2 separate regions of the Cricetulus griseus genome follow, and region 2 is linked to region 1. The links are chromatin contacts, called in public Micro-C maps. All regions are on one chromosome and are shown on one strand. Each heading gives the region's core, a stretch centred on a gene start, on an enhancer-like site or on the middle of the called end of the contact. The rest is flanking DNA. Distances are from core to core; before and after follow the strand shown.

Region 1 (6,031 bases), core at 1,330-3,829:
TCCCTACATGACTACGAACTGAAAGACCCTTCCTAACTCATTATTTTAAAGTGCTGTTTTGCAACATACTGAATTCTTAGAGTTGTTTTAGTTAGGGTTTCTCTTGCTGTGAAGAGACACCATGATAACAGCACTCTTATAATGAAAAACATGTCACTGGATCTGGCTTATCATTTCAGAGGTTTAGCCCATTGTCCTTATGGCAGGACACAGGCAGTGCACAGGCAGAAATGGTGCTGGAGAGGTAGCCGAGAGTTCTACATCCAGAGAGAGGGACACTGGGCCTTCCTTGGAATTCGAAACCCCAAAGCCTACCCCTGAGTGACACACTTCCTCCAACAGGGCCACATCTACTCCAACAAAGCTACACCTCCCAATATCACTCCCCAAGCATCCAAATATGAGTCTACAGGGGCATTATTATTCAAACCACCACAGTGGCTGAACCTCTTACTGCACTCATTGATCCATAGCACCCATTTATTTATCTACTCTTTCTCCAGTCCAGTGCCTTCTCTATTTTTTCCTGGATGGACTGTAAAGGTTGAAGGCATAGTATTCCAGACTTCTCTTGGTTTGGCACAATGTCTCAATGAATCTCAGAGTCCAGAAAGCTGAAAATTATATTTCCCTTATTCTCATAGTTTGTCTTGTTTTTTGAAATAGGGTCTCATGTAGCCCGGGTTAGCCTCAAACTTGCCATGTATCCAAGTGCGATGTTGGATCCTCACCCCCTCGCCTAGGTCTTCCAGGTGATGGGCCTAATTTGGTTTCAAGTGAAACTTAGAGTTGGCCGATTGGATGCATCAGCGCACGTTTCTACTGGCAGGCACCTCTGGAACTGGTTCTCTCTGCCGCTGAGTGAACAGAGGTCTCAGTGCCAGTCACTTCTGTTGCGGATGTCATGAATCCACAGGGCATTGTTTTCCTGGTGCAGATTGCAGCAGGGCCTCAGGAACACAGCAGGAAGCAGTATTGACAGCTTCCTGCTCGCAGCAACATCCTCACCAGGACTCTGATACAGCAGGCACAGCAGCTGCCATTTTGCAGTGTGGTTTTCAGAGTCATTTCTGAAAGTGCCATCTAGTGTCTGGTCCTCAGTACACTCTCATATTTCTACAAGCTTCTTGTATTAACATCCCAAGGACCAGACACCAGTACAAGCAGTTTTTAAAACTTATGGCTTTAGATTTTTCTATAAACAAATAACTGAGCTGGACATGGGAGCGTGTGTCTCAATAGAAGTACTCAGGAGGGTGAGGCAGGTTGATTGTGGGTTTGAGGTCACCCTGGGCAACCTACTGAGACTCTGTTAAGGAGGGGAGAGAGGGAGAGAGGGAGTGAGGAGGGAAAAAGGAAGGGAGGGAGGGAGGAAGTTGCCTGTTTTATTGTACAAACTTTAGGCTGTCTGTGTGGTTTCGCTTAGTCATTCCTAGGTTAATGTTCTCATTTCTGTGACCCAAGAGAACTAATCTCTGTGTCGATATTCTACCCAGAAAGATGTACAGGAAACCGTATATTTTGAAGTCGTGAACAAAAAGTTACACCATTGGCCAGAACAGAGTCTAGTGGCCACACTTCATTGCTTGGAATGGTAAACCTTTTTAGAGTGATCCCTGCCTCTTGAAATTTCTCAGAGAATGTCCTGCACGAGAAAGGGGAAGACCTCTATATGTTCTTACATCTAACTTTGGACTGTGGGGGTCAGCAGCACCGACTCAGAGTGCCCCACCAAGATCTGTTTCTCTTGGAAGCCAGAGAGCTACCCCAGGCTTTGAAGACGACACAGCATTGCCTGGCTCACCTCTTTCAGCCCAGTTTTTAGCAAACAAGGCTTAAAGGAAGCAGGGTTGTCTAGGGAGTTAATTTCTCGAGGTCGCCACCTTGTGGTGATAATGGGGTATAAGAATTCGAGGACCTTGCTCTGGCTCACTTCCCTGGTAACTGGGCTCTTCCTCCAGCTTACATGGCTCCGGTTTTCCTGTGGCCACTTTCCCTCACTCTTTATTTCCGGCTCTCCCTTCTCTTCTTTCGTTCATTGCAGGGGCTTACATTGCCAGGTTCGCACGCCAGCACTTTGTCCTTGGTTGTGTTTTCAGGAAGTCTGGGTTTGAGTGGCAGATGCTCTAAGAAGAGCACATTCCCCATTCTCTGAAGCAGGACACCTACTTCATTAATTCGCTCATCACTTCTTTGGCTCCTGTGGGCATTTAACTTTGCGGGCTCTTAACCTGTGCTCTTTTTGCTTCCAGCTGCAGAAGTCTGCATTCGTAAAAAGTTCACAGTTCTTCCCTGTAATAAGCAATTACTACCGCTGATCAGCTGCTTCTCATTCTCTTCGGTTTTTTTCCCCGTTTATCTGTTTACTTATTGTGTGTTGTGTGCTCCTTGTGCTCAAAGGACAGCTGCAGGAGGTGATTCTCCCCCTCCTCCTTGTGGGTTCTGGAACCTCCTTGTCTCCCTGGCCCTCCCTTGTTTTGTATTTGGGGATGTCCACCAGGTTTTTTTCCATTCTTGCAAACATTGCATCACCATCACCTCTAGCCCAGTCTACATTAGCCTACACCCTAGGAATGTGAGCCTGATAAACCGGTGCTGCTGGGTGGAAGTACTTCAACAGTCTGTGAACTAGATTCCTTACTCAGTGGCAGCAAGCTCTGTGAAATTTAGGAGACCTCCAGTTGTTAGCATTCAGGCCTTAACTCCGGCCTGCCCTTATGGTCTTCTACTGCAGCCACCGAGAGCACTCCTTGTGTGCATGCTCTTGGCAGTACTCAGGCATTCACACTGGCCAGCCCTAAGGGGTCCTGTGCATGCCCTACACCCCTTATAAAAAGTAGGCCCCTCCTGCGTTCTCCGGTCCTCTGGTCCTGGAGACCTCTTCTGTCGTCTTCTCCCCCACCCCCAATAGTTAGTTCTGTTGTATGGTGTAACTTTCCTTCCTCACCACAGCGCTGAAAGTAGAACAGTCACAGCAGTTTGTCCACTGTGTTTTATCACATTGTTTGTTATTCTCCTGACAACCAGTTTCCCTCTCATATTCGAAATTCATACAAGACGCACAGTCCTGGCGGTATGCTTCAAGAGTAACAGGGACTTCTGTCCATGTAGACAAAAAGTTAGAGCAAACATGAGTCTCCTGTCTTCCTGCTCTTGTGCACTGTATCGAATAAGAACTGAAGGAGTGGGTAACCTTCAGTCCTTCCAGACTGCAGGACAAATACTCTGAGCTTTCCTCACGTAGTAAATGCTGACCTCAGGTTTGTCACATAGAGCCTCTATTGTGTTTAAGTCTGTTTTCTATTCCTGGCTTATTCTGGAATTGTATCATGAAGAGATGTTGAACTTCGCCAAAGGTGTTACTTGCATTGGTTGAGATGATCGTGTTTTTTGTTTCGTTTTCTATTTTGGTCTTTATCTCAAGTCTATGTATATGCTGTTTTATACATGTTGGTCTGCCTATGTTCAACCATTTCAGGATGAAAACAACTTGGTCACAGTATATGATTTTTTTTTAACTTTTATTGATTCTTTGAGGATTTCACATTGTGTATTCTGATCCTACTCATCTCCCTGTCTCCTCGAATCTGCCCTTGAAAACTCCCCCACCCAAATCAAAACCAAAAACCAAACCATGAAAACAAAAAAAAGGAAGAAGAAAAACCTTTGTCAATGAGTCACAATTTACCCTTTAGTCCATTATCTTTTCTTGGAAATGAGGGTTCATTGCCACAAGTCATTGTTCGGGCTCGAGGTCTCTGGTTTCTGCTCTCCCTGGGGCTTCTCTTGGATACCCTGTTGTTGCCCTGTGTCACGGAGATCCTGCTGTTTTGGATGTGTAGGTTCATCCCCTTCACATAGATGAGGTAGATGTCGGGGCGGGCCAACTCGTAGCCCCGGGCATGGGTTGCAGCTAGCTTGTCAGCCTGCCAGCTTTTTCCTCCTCATAACAGCCCAGGTGAGCTCTCCAGCAGTGCCTAAGCTAGCTCACCCAATGCAGCCTCCAACAAACATGGATTATGAATCATGAAATATGAATCATGAAATATGAATTATGATAATGAATGATAGAATATGAATTATGAAACATCAATTATGAATATGAACTATGGAATATGAATTTTGAAATATGAATTATGAAATATGGTCTACAAAATATTGCTTATGAAATATAAGCATGAAACATGAATTATGAAATATGAAGTGATTATAAATCGGGGAATATGAATTTTGAAATGTGAATTATGAAATATAAGGTATGATTTATGAACTATTACTTATGAAATAATTATGAATTATGAAATATGAAATATGAAACATCAATTATTAATCATGAAGCATGAATTATGAAATATGAATCATGACATATGAATTATGAAATATGGAGTATGAATCATGAAATATGAATTATGAAATATGGACTATGAATCATGAATTATGAATCATGAAACATGAAATGTGGATTATGAATTGTGGAATATGAATTTTGAAATATTAAATATGATTCGTGAAATATGAATTCTGAAATATGATATGTGAATTATGAAGCATGAAATATGATTTACAAAATATGAATCATGAAATATGAATTATGAATCAAAATGTGAATTATGTCTTATGAATGATAAGGTGTGAGCTAGGACACTGTGCATGTGTGTGCTGGGACACTGTGAAGTGAGTGCCGTGCGTTAGGCTTAGGGTTAGACCCTATTTCAAAACAACTTCTAAAAGCTCCCCCTGTGACCTCCCCACCTGTGCTGTGGTACTTTCACACACACACACCCCACACACACACAATAAATGAATAATTTTGAAAGTGTCACAAAGCATGCATGCTATCTCACAGCCTGCTTTCCATTTCATAATAAAACAGTGCAGATGTTTTTTCTACATCAATCGATACAGGATTGGCTGAGTGTCTAGCACTACAGTTTCCTAATATGAGACCTCTGTGTCTTACCCAAGCATTCCTGCGCTGCTCCAGATTTGCTGCTTGCACTGTTATTTGCCATCATGTTACACACTGGTTGCCATGGCCTCCCAGTTCGCATATTCCAAGCACCTTCTGAGGAGCTCACATCTGTCTGTGGCTGTGAGCATGGAGGGCCAGATAGATTGGCAGGAGCTGGTCGTCTGGATTTCCCCACAGAAGACAGTCCTATTTCTCTCTACATGAGTTCAGGTTCCTTGTCTCTGAATTTCATTGGATTGACTCCCCTGCAAGGTCATGATTAAGAATACCAAAATGAGAGAATCTTGAGCAAAAAACGCTTTTAGGAGAGTTTTCTTTTCCCTCATTATTATCATGGACACTTCAGATCTATTTTGTGGGGGTCTGAAATCAAGCTGCTCCTGTGTCCTGAATGCCCATTAATACCAATTTATGGTCCCCCATGACAACTTTATAAGTCACTCCACTTGTTATACTCATAAATTCTGACTTTAGACCCTACCTGGTATCTTTAGGAAGGCTCTCCACTATATCTGAGCTTGGCTTAGATTCTTATTCTGCTTTCTCTGTCAATTTATATGTTGATCCTGTCTGATTTCTAACTTCTAGGACTTTGTCAGATTGTCTGGTCTAGCCCATACTGTCTCTTCCTCGACTGTGACATCATCCTTTTATGTATTTTTCTGCACATGGAAGTTAAAACAACTGATCTCACGGGAGTAGAGAGTAAAAGTGGTCACTAGAGGCCAGATGAATTGGGAGGAGAGAATACAGAGTTGTAAAAAGGGAAACATGTTTCACAGAGCAGCGGGGAGAATGTAGTTTATTTACTATATATTTCAAAATAGCTGCACACACATAGTGACAAATAACTAGGGGATAGAAACATTGATTGCCATGGTTTGATAATTACATGTTCCACACCAATCACATGCTTCATACTGCACCCACAAGTGTGTATAATCATTGTGTGCTTATTGATTTTGTTCATTTAAGAATTTTTCTGAACTTTCAATTGGGACTAAAAAGAAAAGAGGAGCTTCTGAAGTCCTCAGTTTGCCATCTTGAATCGGGTGAATT
Region 2 (6,354 bases), core at 1,511-4,010, 110 kb before region 1:
ATTGGATGTATTTCTTAATTGTTATAAAACTATATACAAGTGAAGTGGTACAAATGCATTTTCATCAGGTGCTAGTTAGCTATAAAAGTTAATATATTTTTGGGAAGAAAATCCTATGTATCTGAAATACATTTGGCAATGGAAGCTAATAACCAAGACTGTCTCAGCTTCCCATGACACAACTTAACACTCTCCCTCTGGTAATTATTCACTTTTTATGTACTCAAGTAACAGTGTTTCTAACAATGTATTATCATTGAGCAGTTAATAAAAGATTGAGGCTTGTGGAAAACTGGCATAAAGTCATATATATATATATATACATATATATATATGTATATATATACATATATATATATATATATTTTAACAAAACAAAAACACTAAAGTCAAAACACTCCTTTCATGAACTATTAAACTTAAAATAGATTCAGAAAGCTACGCCATTGGAATCTAGAAACACAAGAGTCAAATGCAGTTGTCATTATTCTAAGAAACTGCTAAGCAGAGATAACCCTTAGCACTGAGGGTTTAACAAGCCCCAGCCCAGTGTGGATGTCCCACGGCAGAACACTGAAATCGGAAATAATAGTGGTAGAAAAACACTATCTGACCCTTTAGGTATTGCAGAAAAAGCTGGCTGTGGCACCACTGGCTAAAAAACCACCAAGTCTTGCTGCCACCAATGACCAAAGGCACTTGGATAATCAAGAACTCCACACTGGGTCATATGGTATACACGCTACTATTATAAAAGTGTACAAGAAGGGTCAGTACTGTGTGGCTCGATTTTTTGATTCCTGTGACCTTTAGCTATCAAAGATTGCAAACAAAATTATGAATGGAAGGAAGGGAAAAAGATTTCATAGACAAAAGTCAACCAATTTTCGTCATTTTCAAAAATACAATAGAATTAGTTTAGGCATTTCTTGTTATCCAACAACAAAGAAATAAAGAGATCTACCCCCCCCCAACAACTTCAACCAGTTATGTGGTACCAAGAAATGCCCCTGCCCCTCCCTATAATCATTCACAGTTCTGAGAATTCTAATGGGTATTCTGTTTATCTGTTTCTTCACAAAGTCCACATGCACGGATCTCTCCTAAACAACTTCCATCTTAGTTCTTTTCCCATTAACAGTCCTGGATTTTATGTTATACCAAGACTTGAGGCCAAATCACCTCCAACTGGATTCCAATTATTCTTGTAGCCAACATAATCTTCAAAATGTATTCACTTTTATCACAAGCCATGTGGTTCCAAAACACTTCAATTTTATTAAATTAAAAAGAATAGAGCAAGTCAACTTTTCCTAAATAAAACTTTTAAAGAATATTCTACCATTTTCTTTAGGAGCTCAGTAAACATAAATGTGAAACTTCAATATAAAACTTTATATATAAACACCTTAACTTTCTTCTTAAACAGTTGTACTTTGCATCTCTTGGTTATCACTGAGCTCGTGAAATTCAAAGCCACACAAATCTCACAATTAACAGTCACAAACTTGAACCTCTTAAAAGACAACCTTGACCAAAGCTTTGGAATCCAGTAAAAATCAGGAAACGAGTGGGCTTCAGAACACCCTGAGCTTACATCAACACAACACCGTGAAGCACAGTCGATCTTCCGTCCAGAAAGTGGGGCTGACAGTCCAAAAGAAAACAGGAGAGGGAGAATAAAGAGCAAGTAGAATTCTGGCTTTATTACGCAAGCACGAAAACAAATTCCTTTGGAGAAAGAAACAAAAATGCTAAGTCTTCGGAGGCCTTCCAGACCTGTGAGGTAGAGTCCGAGAGGGAGAAAACGCAGGTGTCCCTCCAGTTCTGGAGACGTCTCCATCAGGGGTGGGAAGCCGAGGGACCTGTGCCGCCCGGGTCGGGCGGTGCCGGGTGGCCGCGGGCGCGGGGCGGTACCTGTTCGCGGCGCCGCACCGCATCCGGGCCTCGTTCGCGCATAAAGTGCACCAAAGGGGCCGGTTCTGTAAACATTCGACTGACGGGAGTCCGTTCTGGCGCCGAAGCTCGCTGGCTCGCTGGCTCGCTGGCTGGCTGGCTCGCTCGCTGGCTCACGCCCGGGGCACCGGGAAGCGGCGCAGCCTCACCACGGGGTCCAGGTCCACTCGCAGCACTTGGCTCGCCCTGCGCCGCGCCACCGCCAGGCTGCGCTCGCCCCACACGTCGTCGCCGACGCGGATGGTCGGGAAGCTGGTCAGCGTCGGGGTGGCCGCCCTCCAGATCTCCTCCAGGGTGCGGCCCCCAAAGCAGGACGCGGGCGGCCCGGGCTCGGCGGCGGCGGAGGCGGCGGCGACGGCGGCGGCTGCGGAGGCGGCGGCGGGCGCGGCCCCAGGGTGCCGGCGGCCGCCCGGGCTCCACGGCGCCTCCTCCTGGGCGTGGGGCGCGGGCGCGGGCGCCGCGCGGGGCGGCCAGCGGGCGCCGGGAGGTCGGGCACCAGCGCCCGGCATGAGGAGTAGCCATAGACGTCCTTGCTGCGCAGGATGTGCGGGGAGAACTGGTGCTTGAGGCTGCAGAGGAAGCTCCAGAGCTCCGCCTCCGAGCTCATGAACTCCGTGCTGCTAGGCATGAAGAGCTTGAAGGCGTCGCCCAGCGCCTCGGTGCTGCCGGCCAGCGACAGCTGCGACCGCGAGTACACCACCTTCTCCTCCAGCGCCTGCAGCCCGGCGCCGCCGTCCGCTCCGTAGCCGCCGCCCCAGGCGGCCCGGGGCCGGCGCCGCCGCCGCTTCACGCCGCGTCTCATCGGAGTCCCGCGTGCCGTCGCCCGCTCGCCCGAGACCCGCGCTGCGCTCCGCTCCGCTCTGCGCCGCGCCGGCGCCGCCCGCCGCTGGGCCGCCCGCCCGCCCGGCGCCGCTCGCCCGCTCGCCCGCTCGCCGCTCTCTCCTTGCCCGCCGCCCCTCCCCTCGGGGCGGAGGACCCGCTGGCTGTCCTGCCGCCCGGCTCAAGATGGCGGCGGCGGGCGCCCACCCCGGGGCTTTGTCATTGGACGGCGCCCGCCCCCTCCCCGGGCTCCCCTTTCTTCTCCTCTCGCCTGCTTTCGCCCGCCCGCCGCCTTTCTTTAAATGGGCCCGCCTTAGTCTCCGCCCACCGCCGCCCCGGCTCCACCCATTGGGTGCTCTCAGAAAGAGGGGCGGGGACTTCTGGGGAAGAGGCCAGTTCCTGGAAAATGGTGCCTGGGCTGGGTGATGGGGATGGCCCTGGAAGGCAGGCCAACCCTGGGCGGGTGGGTCCCTTGGGGTTGGTTGCCCTGTCTAGAGTAGGAGGTGGGCACGAGCTCCGCATTTGGGGGTGAAGTGGGTGGCCGTGCTGCTGTGGGTCGAGCTGGAGAAATCTACCAGTCCATGTAGCAAAGACTTTTTTTTTTTAGTGTCATACAGATTTTTGTATTTGAATTAGAAAAATATTGTTTTACATGTCAATCCCAGTTCCCTCTCCCTCCCCTCCTCCCCTACACCCCCCCAACTAAAACCCTACTATTACATATCCTTTCTGCTCCCCCTGGGGGGTGAGGCCTTCCATAGGGGGTCATCAGAGTCTATCACATCCCACCCCCGTGTGTCTTGGCTCAGGAAGGAGTATTCCTCTATGTGGAGTGGGCTCCCAAAGTCCACACCTAAGTAGCAAAGACTTGATGTGTCACAGCCAAGAGATGTGGGTCTGAAACTATAGACCATGGGCTTCTCGTGAATCCCTCCTAAGTCCTTTGGCATCTTCACACTTTTTGCCTCTCTTGACCCCACCTTTCTCAAGAAAACAGTAAGCTTCAGGCATTTGTGGCAGCTTCTTTGAGGGCAGTGGAGTCCTCTTGACATATTTAGGAGATATTGGCCATTGGGAAAGCAGACTACTGTATGAAACTAAATAGCCTGCCCAAGTTGGACAAAGAACGATGGCAACAAAGATATTCTGCTTAAAGAAAATATTCTTATTTTAAATATATATTTTTATCAGTGCTATCTCATATTTCATTTGGTTTTAAATTGCCCACTTGCAGCACCATTTCTATCCTTGATGAAGCATTCCACATACTCAGTAAGATTCTATTGAGAAGACGTATCCTGAAGGACGAATTACCTTTTGTTTGGAGGACAATTAGTGAACATTTTTTTGGTCATTTTTTCTATCTACAGTGAACTCCGAATAATAGGCACTGGATGCATACCGAATGAATGTGTGCAATAGCACTGACTATTGGAAATGGAGTGAAGTACTGAAATTGCTTAGAACAAGACAATTATATATTTTACATGTATATTGCAATTTTCTTTGAGGTCCTTTAAACTTCATTATTCCTCATGCTGGAGATCAAACCCAAAGTCTCACACATCCTCTGATAGCACACTGCTACTGAGTTATACCTCCAGCCCACAAGATTTCTTTAAAATGTTTAAGGTTTAAAAAATGTGTGCCGATACTTAGAACATTTTTCAGTGAGCATCTTATTTTGCAGCAGTGAATACAGTGCAGAACTTTTGTGGTTTACATACAATTCCTTTAAATATTTGAGCTTAGAGATATCTAGTTCATTCTCCTGTGTCACAGATGAGTAAGTTTAGACCATAGGAGTTCATTAATATAGCTTGCTAATAGCAGGATGGGTTCTGTAGGTCTTTGTGTTCCTAATCTAGAAATCTTTATATTTCATGGGTGGTTTTTCACACTGGGCTCTTCTAACTCAATAGAAATTCTTTATACATTTTCAGTTGGGTGACCAGGGACGTAGTTGTACCCTTGTTCATACTTCTCACCCACAGTTGATCAGTTTTAATCTGCTCTATGATGGACATGGATAATATGTTTGAGCCACATAACATTTTGTTTAGTTTCAATAAAAACAAAAAAAGAATAAACTTGCTTTCCTACAACAAAGCACATATTCCACACAATAGACTTATGGCAAAAATACAAACTATGACCATGAATCAGTTCTCCATGTACCAACATGAGAGTAACTTTTAAAAGAGAAAAATCATTTTCCTAGAAAAGCATACTTTACTCTCAGAACAAGAGTATAGAGACAATTACCAGCTTCCTAGCTCCTCATAGAGGAATTATGTTGCAATCACTGTATTCATAGCTAGTACTCATAGTAATTCTGAGAACACATAATGTCATATTTGAATAATTTCTATTGTAATACCAATAGAATAGCAATTTCTATGTAGATGAACACAGACAATCTCACAGTAAGCTAGTACACTGGGGGAAGAAGGCTTCCTAGTGAAAGAAAGAATAAATCAGGATTCACCAAGATTCATGTATTGTTATGCCTAAACTAGGTCATTAATTATATCAGGTTTTGCCATATAATATGTACAGTGTATCTACACAAACATGCAATTGTTTTTCAGCAAAACTATAAAAGAATGTGAGGAGATTTTAATAAGTTATTGAGCAATTAAAAGTTAATTTTGGTGAGTGAGTACATGGAATTTAGCTAAAACTGTTTCTTATGGGATTTAGAACCAAGTATGGTGGTAAATGGTTTAAATTCTTTTACACATTTTAATTTGGCTCAGTTCGAATATACTTAAACTTATGTAATTGATTCCAATTAATAAAATGTGTTTTCATAGAAATGTCAAAATCCTAAGGACATACAGGTTTCAGTAAGTTATTGATCAATCAGAGTTTATTTTGTGAGGTAGTACATGGAAATTAGCTAACACTAATTGTTAGGGAATTTGGGAACCAGTTTTGTGTTAAATGGCTTAAATTGTTATACATTTTTAATTTGACTTTTTGTTCTCTAATTTTTCTTTCTTATGATCTTGACCTCTACTTTTTAGTTAACTCAAGTAGTCTTTGTACATATAGCTCCTTATTCATTCTTAGTGAGTAAAATTGCTCATAATGCTAATATAATTCTAGTTCCCAAGACCCTATACTATTTATGTAAAGATGGTAAGTTAAGTTTTATAACTGGTGAATGATAGTTTATAATCCTCAGTTTTATGTCTTTATCTCTCAGGAATAATGCTTCCTTTATCTGGCAAATGACAGATAAGAATAAGCTATGTTCATCTATTTTCTACATTTATAATTTAATGTCATTAAAATGAATCTAAACAGAATAAAGTTACTGGAGAAATTGACAACAAATGTATTTTTCTAGCTACCTTTATCATCTTTGACATCTCACTTCTTTAAAATTGCTTCTTGAGTGGTGGCCAAAAATAATAAAAATAAATACAAATTAACTGATTATTCAGCTCTGGAATAAGATCTTGACATCAAAAATATCTTTACTATTAAGAATTCTTGGATGGTGCTTTTTATCTTTCTGCATCCATTTTCAAATCTACAAAATGAGATGTAACCTGAACTTCAGTAGAATGT

What was found. A called contact is a pair of places that touch in the nucleus more often than the background predicts.
Region 2: a Micro-C map of the CHO-K1 cell line shows a contact between it and region 1, with 4 times the contacts expected there. The contact joins the promoter of LOC113835857 here to the enhancer-like site in region 1. A contact is called at or near these places in 3 of 8 Hi-C or Micro-C datasets (the CHO-K1 cell line, fibroblasts and liver).

Annotation. Positions count from the first base shown.
Region 1 is chr5:169,877,754-169,883,784 of CriGri-PICRH-1.0, reverse strand. No RefSeq gene overlaps it. Among named protein-coding and RNA genes, the nearest start is that of Pik3cg, 74 kb to the right of the region's middle. Within about 2 kb of position 2,579, at least 1 of the 6 cell types and tissues checked has open chromatin away from gene starts, as enhancers often do. A contact at or near this core is called in the CHO-K1 cell line, where this site is marked.
Region 2 is chr5:169,988,008-169,994,361 of CriGri-PICRH-1.0, reverse strand. LOC113835857 (coiled-coil domain-containing protein 71L-like) reads right to left here and starts at 2,760. Exons shown (of 2, transcript XM_027417007.2): 1 at 2,309-2,760; 2 at 1,936-2,306. The coding sequence starts at 2,758. The coding sequence ends at 2,070.